2 separate regions of the Mus musculus genome follow, and region 2 is linked to region 1. A link is a contact called in public HiChIP or PLAC-seq data. All regions are on one chromosome and are shown on one strand. Each heading gives the region's core, a stretch centred on a gene start, on an enhancer-like site or on the middle of the called end of the contact. The rest is flanking DNA. Distances are from core to core; before and after follow the strand shown.

Region 1 (3,994 bases), core at 399-2,898:
TTGCTTCTATGGCAGGTTCTTTATGGTCTTAATAAGATTTTCTTTCCATCTGTTTTGATCCGACCATGAAATCATCCCTTGTGCGATGAGCATCCTGTTGTTAACGGAAATTACCAGTACATGACGACAAATACAGTCACCACATTTTCACTGCAGCATCAAGTAAGCAAGAGGCTGGGCTTTAGGAAGAAACCTTGACTAAGGAGATTGGGCCTTAGTGTAGCTGGCAAACCTGATGAGAACAATTATGGAAGCTATGCATTGTGGGAGGCAAGAAATAAGGTGGTTACTAACACTGGCTGGAGCACTGTTATGGTTGCCTAGCAACTGACAGGCCCTGTTTGATAGAGATTGAGCAGAAATGTTGGTGCTGCCACTCGGAGAAAACGAGACAAGTGCTTGACTACAAAATCGCTGTTGGCTTTTCGGAGACTCACAAAAGGCATCCTCCTTGCCTGCAGTGCTGTTCTGTTCTTCTCCTCCCTGCTGTCTGATACTTAGAGTGTGAGACACCGGGCTTTTGTCCCTTCCTTTGTCTGTGGTTTTGGGAGGAAATCAAATTGGATCACACAAAAGAACACTTGTAGATGCTATTGAGTAGACTTGGTTGCCTGGTGCTCCCAAGATAACCAGGATTCTTTGGTATGCCTCACATACTTTGTTACGAATAATGTTATCAGCCCTACAGTCTGCAAGTGATTCTCTTTGTACTTTAGAGATGATTCAGGGCCACAGACCACCTTCGCTTTCTTGCATTCTGGTACAAGCAGAGCAAAGACAGCATTTCTTTGTTTATGCCCGTGTGAGCCAGCCTCCAGAAACATTATCCCTGGTGAGAAAATGTTTGAGGCTGTCCCCTAGGGCCTGAAGGCCCTTTGTGTGCTGACACTCCTAGTCATGAGGTATACCGCTGGCTCGAGATGGAATGCTGTATGTAGTCCCCCACCAAGGACTGGCCTCCAGAGAAAGCCCGTATAGATTAGCTGTGCCTTATACAGCATATGTATACTATGTGCCAAATGATCCAGTGTGAAAGAGAGACCTGAAATTCAGGCCCAGATCATCCATCATAGATATTTTGTGCTTAAACCTTGATTATGGATGATAAATAAGACAGGTGTGGCCCTTACCCCCAGGAGCTTGGAGACTAGTCAGTGTCATCCCACTGACCTCTGCTCTGAGAACGGCACTGCTGGGCTGAAGCTTTGGGAAGAGCTCACAGACCCCTTGCCTGGTGAAGCGGCAGCTGCCCAGCCTCCCCCCTCCCTTCTGTTCCTGCTGCTACTGGGCGAGAGCTCAGTGATCTCCCTCCAGGCCCACTACCAGGTGTGCCCTGGCTTCCCACCCAGCTTGATTTTAGTTTCTGGCCCAACCAGACACAAGTCTGTAATCCCAGCTACTTAGGAGGGCTAAGGCAGGAAGATTACAGGTTCATAGCCAATCTGGGCTATGTAGTGAAACCCTGTCTCAAAATTAAAAAATGAAAAGAAGGGTGGGGATATAGTTCAGTGCCTTATATATGTGTGACCCTCGGTTTAACCTCCAGTACCACGCCCCCTCAAAGTTTTCCGCCGTAGCTGTAGCTTATGGCCTCTGCCGAGCAAGTGAGGCTGCCGTGCAGTCACTGGGCCTGCAGGGAAACAGCACATCAGAATAGTGAGTACGCAGAGCAGCGAAACCACGCCCTGCATATCCAGGAAGCAGAGCGGGAAGCAGAGAGACTAGAGCCTCAGAATCTCCTTCAAGGGCCTGCATCCAATTACCTAAAGACCTCAGACAAGGCCACCTCCCAAATCTTTAGCTCATGGACATTTGGGGCACACGTGGCCAAATCTTACTACTCATCACATCCTCTCCTGAAGCTGCATGCAGTGTTTCCCTGTGAGAGTGAGCTCTGTCTCCACTAACCCTCCTCCCTGCTGTCCGTCCATACCCCATGGACAAACCTAACTGCCATAGTATAAGCACACACTGAACACACACACACAGCACCTGATCAAGTGATCAGTAGTCACAGATCAGCCATCAATATCCCATCCCAAGGCCTATACAACCAGCATGCTACCCCTAGTAGTGTGCTCGCAAATGACAGAAGACATGAGTAAAAGACTGACCAATCATAGGACACTTAACAGTGTCGGACAAGAGAACCAGATGACAGGCTGGGGTGCCATTTGCTCTTGCATGATGTGGCTGACTTTGGTATGAACAGACTGGGTGTTTAGAAGCCAGGGAATTTCAAATACTCAAGAAATGTCAGCTGCCAGGATGTGACTAGAAAATAGGCACTGAATGAGCATGCAGAGGTGTTTTTAGGAGAGCTCTGAAGTTCTTGTCATCATACCCCAACAAAGCCTGGCACAGAACACATACCCAGTAGACAACTTGTTGAATACATGAACAGAGGCACGACACACAAAAAACCTGTCGGGCAGCAGTGGTGAGTAAGACCCCCCGAAGTGGGAGCCAAATAGTGTTTCTCTCTGTAAGTCAGTTGTCTCGGGTCTTTTGTTACTCTGATGAATGAAATAGGCTTCAGCGATGGTTTAGGTAGAGGAAGGTCCTGAGTCATGGAGGCGGGGAGGAAATGAGCTGGCACAGAGCATCGTATAGGAAGGAGTGGGGAAGAACCTAGAAAGTTGTTGGGACCAGCTTTGGAGGTAAGCAACAGATTTTAGACTTTCTGGTTAGGGATCACTTAAGGCTTTCAAACAAGAGAGCCAGGTGATCCACAGGGCTTCCTTAATATTACTGAGAGTGTCTAGTATTCAGATCTATTGTAACTGCCATATTTGTGGTACATTTCACTGCTGGCTTCCTGAGATCTCCATGGCCTCTATTAACCTCTCTGGATGTAGAAACAAGTGTAGGGAAGTCTGCTCATCTCCTAGATGGTTGAGCTGGATCTTGGATCAGCCCTTTGTTTCATCTACATTATACTGTTTTTCGGGAGTCCATCTGTGGATGGACTAGGAGAACAGAACGTGAAGGCAGGAAGCCCTTTGGATATAGACTTCTAAACATGGGACCGTGCCTGACAGTGGAGTGTGGAGCCTAGGACTGAGGGTCAGAGTGGTAGCAGGCTGATATGATGTGATTTCAAACTTTGTCAGGCTCTGAGCTGGTTATAAGCCCCAACCGAGAAGGCTGTTCCCCAAGCTGTCTCAGTGGATGTCGTAGCAAGCTAGTAATCTCTCTCAATAATTCTTGGCACTATTCTTTGTAAAGCTCCAGCGGACTGTGCCACTATGAGACCTAAGGAAATGAAGCCAAGGTACCAGGCTTCATAAACCCAGGGGCGTCAAAGGGTGTTAGGTCTGAGAGGTAAATTTACCCAGTGCTGGCCATTGGTCCTGTTGGTCTTCCATGGCTAAATAAACAGCCTACCTTTGGCAGCCAACAGAGATAGTCCCTGCTGCTCTCTGCCTCTTTCCCTCTGTCCACTCAAGGGGTCAGGCTCAGCCTGTGCTGTTCACACTGTGTTCTTTGGAGCCCTGTAAGTGCTGAAAAATCCTTTTCAAGACCATGACAGCAAACAAAGGGAGAAGAGCACAGGCAATCCCTGCTTCTTTAAACACCAGTCCTTTGTTTGTTAAAAGGTTTCCTGTGAACAAAGAATCCTTCTGGCTTAAAGAAGAAGAAGAAGAAGAAGAAACTTTGAAAGTATAATTAAAATATTTCATTTCCCAGGACCCACCCTAACAAAATTTCATAGTTCTATAAAGGAATGAAACTTCTATTCTTTCCTCTGTGCCTTGCTTCTTGGTTGCCTGATCTCTTTTGCCTGGGTGATTTCATCAATCCTCCATCCTAACCAATGAGAATCCAGATGGTGGCGAATCCAGATGCGCTCTTTACAGCTTCTCATACTTGTAGCTCTCCCACCAGCAGAGGCCTACCAAAACAGCGGTGCGTTTCGGCAGATGCCAAACCACTGAGCAGCGTTTGGTTATCACACTGGCTGTGATCCGGTACTCGTTAACATTCTGTGATA
Region 2 (3,994 bases), core at 753-3,252, 210 kb after region 1:
GCAGGGAAATACTACACAAACTCGAAATGAAAGGAGATTCTGGAACATGCTACAACACAAGTGCCTCCCGACGACACCTCGGGAAGTGGAAGAAGCCAGCTACACAGGGACAAGTATGTGGCTCCTCTTCCGGGAGGTTCCTAAAGTCATCAACTGATACATGCTGTAGAACTGTAGTTGCCAGGGGAGGAGAGGACTCGGAGGCAGGGATGATGGTAACCGAGACTAGTTCAGCTGGAAAATGCAAAGGTCCAGAGATGGCCGCCAGCAACGGCTGTGCACTGTGTACAGGCACATCACTGAAATGCATTCTTTGTAGTTACCACGGTGAATTTTATATTTTATTTTGCAACTATTTTTTAAGTTGTGCAGCAGCTGGGGAGACAGCTCAGAGGGTAAAGTGCTTGCTGAGTGCGTATCACCAGCACCCAGGTATGGCAGTGTACACCTGTAACACCGTCAATGGGGTCGGGGAGGAGAGGAGGAAGAGGCTTGGCAGATCCTGGGGCTTGCCGGCCAGTGAGTCTAGACAAAGTGAGATGCTCTAAATCCCGTGGCAAACTTTGTCTCTAAAACAAGGTGGGAAGCAACAGAGGCTCCCACACATGTTCACACATGCACCACCTATTCATACCTACACACACACACGCATCTATCACATGCACACACAAACGATGATTCCATTTATAATATTATATAGCAAAACTGATCCCTGTGTTCAGTAACTATGAAAAAGGAAGGATGGTTGTGGCTAAAAACAGTGGCAAAAAAACCCAACGCAAACAAACAAACAAACAAACCCCCCAAAGCCTTGCTGTGATGAAATCGATCTGTCATCACTGTGAGGGAGAAGACAAAGTGGGCTCAGTCATGGCCCACCCGTGTCCACGGCAGCACCAAAACTGATGAAACTGTCTGGTACACACACAGACACATCCATATATGCACACTCGTACACAAACACACACACACACACGTGTACACACACATGTACATGCACATATGTACACACAGACACACACAGGAACAAAGACTGGTGAAATCTGAGTCCACTCTGGACAGGACGCACTATCACTCTCTATACCTGTTTTCCAGGTACATACACATCTACAAGTACTTCGAAACTAAAAAGCAAAGTGCTAACAATTTAAGTGGAAAGCGAGGTTCCCACTGCATGCTGTCTTGCCCAGCTCTGGCTGGCGTCTGACCAAGCACCTTTTCCACTGGGGCCTGCCCTCTTTTTGCTCCTGGAACTGTGGCTAAAAGACTGGGAGCCAGAAGTCTGCCTGTTTTCCTACTGGCTGGCTCTGTTACGGGTATAAACCTAGAAAGCACTTTGGAATGACAACTGTGAAGCTAGTTGCCTCTTTGTTCCTTAAGAGGCAAGAAATTTGTCAAAATTTGTTAGTGTGAACATTGACCAAAGACTACCTTAAATCTACGCCCAGAAGGATGGGAAGTAGGAACTAGCGACACTCCAGCCACTTGAGAAGCAACTTGGAAAAGCCCTTCTCTCCAAGAGTGGCTTTCACGTCTACACTGACGCTCCCGGAGTGATGGTTAACGTTTTCTTTGCTGTTTATTATTGAACCAATAAAGTCTGTGAACCCTTAGAAAGAAAGAAAGAAAGAAAGAAAGAAAGAAAGAAAGAAAGAAAGAAAGAAAGAAAGAAAGAAAGAAAGAGGAGGGGAGGGGAGGGGAGGGGAGGGGAGGGGAGGGGAGAAGGAAGGGAAGGGAAGGGAAGAAGGAAGGAAAAGCCCTTCTTCCTCTGGAGGCCTCAGACCCTCAGGTGCTTGGAATGCTGCATGCTGGGAGTTGGAGCTCAGAGCTTGGCGGTCCAGCGCCTGATTAAATCCTGACCCTCTGACTCTTGCAGCACTCCTAAGCTGCCTCACTAAGCATGAGAAACAATCCTGAAGTGGGAAAACCCAGCCCCAGAAGAGAAGGCACGCCCCTGCCCTCTGAAGCACTTACCTGGGGTGATGAGCACCCAGCCACCTCGCTCCTGTTGGTGCATCCACGCCCGCCAGCCTCGGGCTCCCTTCTCCCCAACGCGTGGTTCTCCGCTGTCCCAGAAGGGCTCAAAGAATTCCACCTGGATCAGGTTTAAAGGACAGAAATTAGGCCAACCACAACAAAGCTCCCAAGTGCGTCTCTGGACCACAGGATCCCTGAAATACCATACAACCAATGTTCAAAGGCACACATGGCAAACAGAGGAGTTATTTCGGCAGGCAGCCTCCAAATGGGCCCCCTCACTCCACCCCTGCCTTGGTGTACAGCTCTAAAGTGTGAGCTGGACATGGTGACTCCTTAGATCAGCATATAGAAAGGCTGCTCAAGATTTGGTGACAAGAGCCTGCAGCTGGGTAGGAAAGCACTTCCCAGTCCTCACCCTGCCGGTGCGGTCTAACCACTGCCAGCCCCACTCATGCCGCCTGACCCACCACCTGACCCCTGAAGTCATGTTGTTTTCAGGACATTGGAGAGAACGGGAATTCAAATTTTCAGCAGGACAGACTGAGCTCTTGGAGGGACAATCGCATCTTAAGTAACTGCTTAATGTTAAGATCTAGCTCAGCACACAGCAGGAACTCAATAGATGCCTTTGGCACAGCTGAGTGGAAGGAGGGTAGCTGTGGGACAAAGCCACACAAAGTGCATCTGGAGGCCAGGCCCTGGTGTCGCCTGGACTTGAGAGCAGCAGTGTACGGAAGCAGCTTGCAGGCAGGCAGTCATACCCAGGAACAGAGCAGACATAGCACTGGGCAGGGACTGACTTATGATCTGATTATCGACTAGCAACAGGATTTCCAGGAGCCATCTTCTCTAATGATACTCTAAAGGAACCTTTGGAGGGCGAGCAGGTTTCTGGGGAGCACACCACAGGCTGACAGTTGCAGGGCGTGTCCTGAGGGGAAGAATCCCTCCAAGAGTCACAGGGCCAGGCGAGATAGCCTCAGAGAGCATATGAGGGCCAGTCACCTGCGGGAAATGGGATGGAAGACTACAGATGGGCTTCTGAAACAGTGACTTGAAAATAAACAAATAGCCGGGTGGTGGTTAATCCCAGCACTCCTTTAATCCCAGCACTCGGGAGGCAGAGGCAGGTGGATTTCTGAGTTCGAGGCCAGCCTGGTCTACAGAGTGAGTTCCAGGACAGCCAGAGCTACACAAACCCTGACTCAAAAAAAAAACAAAATAAATAGATAAATAAATAAATTAATTAAATTAAACAAATAACTCAATGCCTACCAAGTGTAAAAGGCCTGGGTTCAAACCCCAGTACTGCCAAAAATAAACAAAAACTACACTCAAGCAAAGGCTGACTTTTTAAGAGTGTGATATGTGTTTATAACCTGAAACAGACCCTTGTAGCAGCCTCTGCCTGTTTTGTCCCATGTTTATGGTGAAGGTATCTCTCAGCTAGACAGGTAGTTCTCTGTATGCTGGCTTGCAGACGCTTAGGGAGCTGTGCAGCTGGGATTTAACATCTCCATACCATGGCTTGGGGCTCTAACAGAGCAGAGCAGGAATCCTTGAAACGTCACCATCAGGCGCAGTGCTGTGCCCACCACACTGTTCACACCACTGATCAAGAGCCTCAGCAGAGGGGTGAGAGAAGAATTCAGACCCTCACCACAGTTCCCAAGTTACTCCTGAAGCATAGTGTAGACTTAAAACATCACAGCACATTTTAAAATTGCTCTCTATAAAAGCTAACTAAAAATTAGCTGTGCCAGTATTATCAGGTTGAATTCTTTAATCCCACTTTGTCTAAAGGTAGCATCATAATAAAAATGTCTTCACTGCCAGTTCACATGAGACCTTAAGTTCCCAAAGATTCTCCTTTGGGCTCACCATGAGCTCAGATGTTCTCGCTACCTTCCCCCAGACCCTTTCACAAAGCAGAGAGCCAAGCTTTTTCAGTGGACAGAGAGAAGTGGCTATTTTACAGCCATGTGGCTCTTATGCTGTGTCATGTCACCAAATG

Evidence for each region. HiChIP or PLAC-seq counts read pairs in DNA pulled down with a chosen protein or histone mark.
Region 2: a contact with region 1 is called in an H3K27ac HiChIP or PLAC-seq map of embryonic stem cells, with 5 read pairs. The contact joins two enhancer-like sites. A contact is called at or near these places in 1 of 484 Hi-C or Micro-C datasets (bone marrow-derived macrophages), 2 of 115 datasets of contacts at active chromatin or transcription factors (embryonic basal ganglia and embryonic stem cells) and 2 of 9 other capture datasets (adipose tissue and liver).

Annotation. Positions count from the first base shown.
Region 1 is chr12:99,922,968-99,926,961 of GRCm38.p6, forward strand. All of the region lies in intron 13 of Tdp1 (tyrosyl-DNA phosphodiesterase 1), which reads left to right. Among named protein-coding and RNA genes, the nearest start is that of Kcnk13, 40 kb to the right of the region's middle. Within about 2 kb of position 1,649, at least 64 of the 459 cell types and tissues checked have an H3K27ac peak or open chromatin away from gene starts, as enhancers often do. A contact at or near this core is called in embryonic stem cells, where this site is marked.
Region 2 is chr12:100,135,684-100,139,677 of GRCm38.p6, forward strand. Nrde2 (nrde-2 necessary for RNA interference, domain containing) reads right to left here. Exons shown (of 14, transcript NM_001290303.1): 8 at 1,975-2,095. Among named protein-coding and RNA genes, the nearest start is that of Nrde2, 22 kb to the right of the region's middle. Within about 2 kb of position 2,003, at least 6 of the 459 cell types and tissues checked have an H3K27ac peak or open chromatin away from gene starts, as enhancers often do. A contact at or near this core is called in embryonic stem cells, where this site is marked.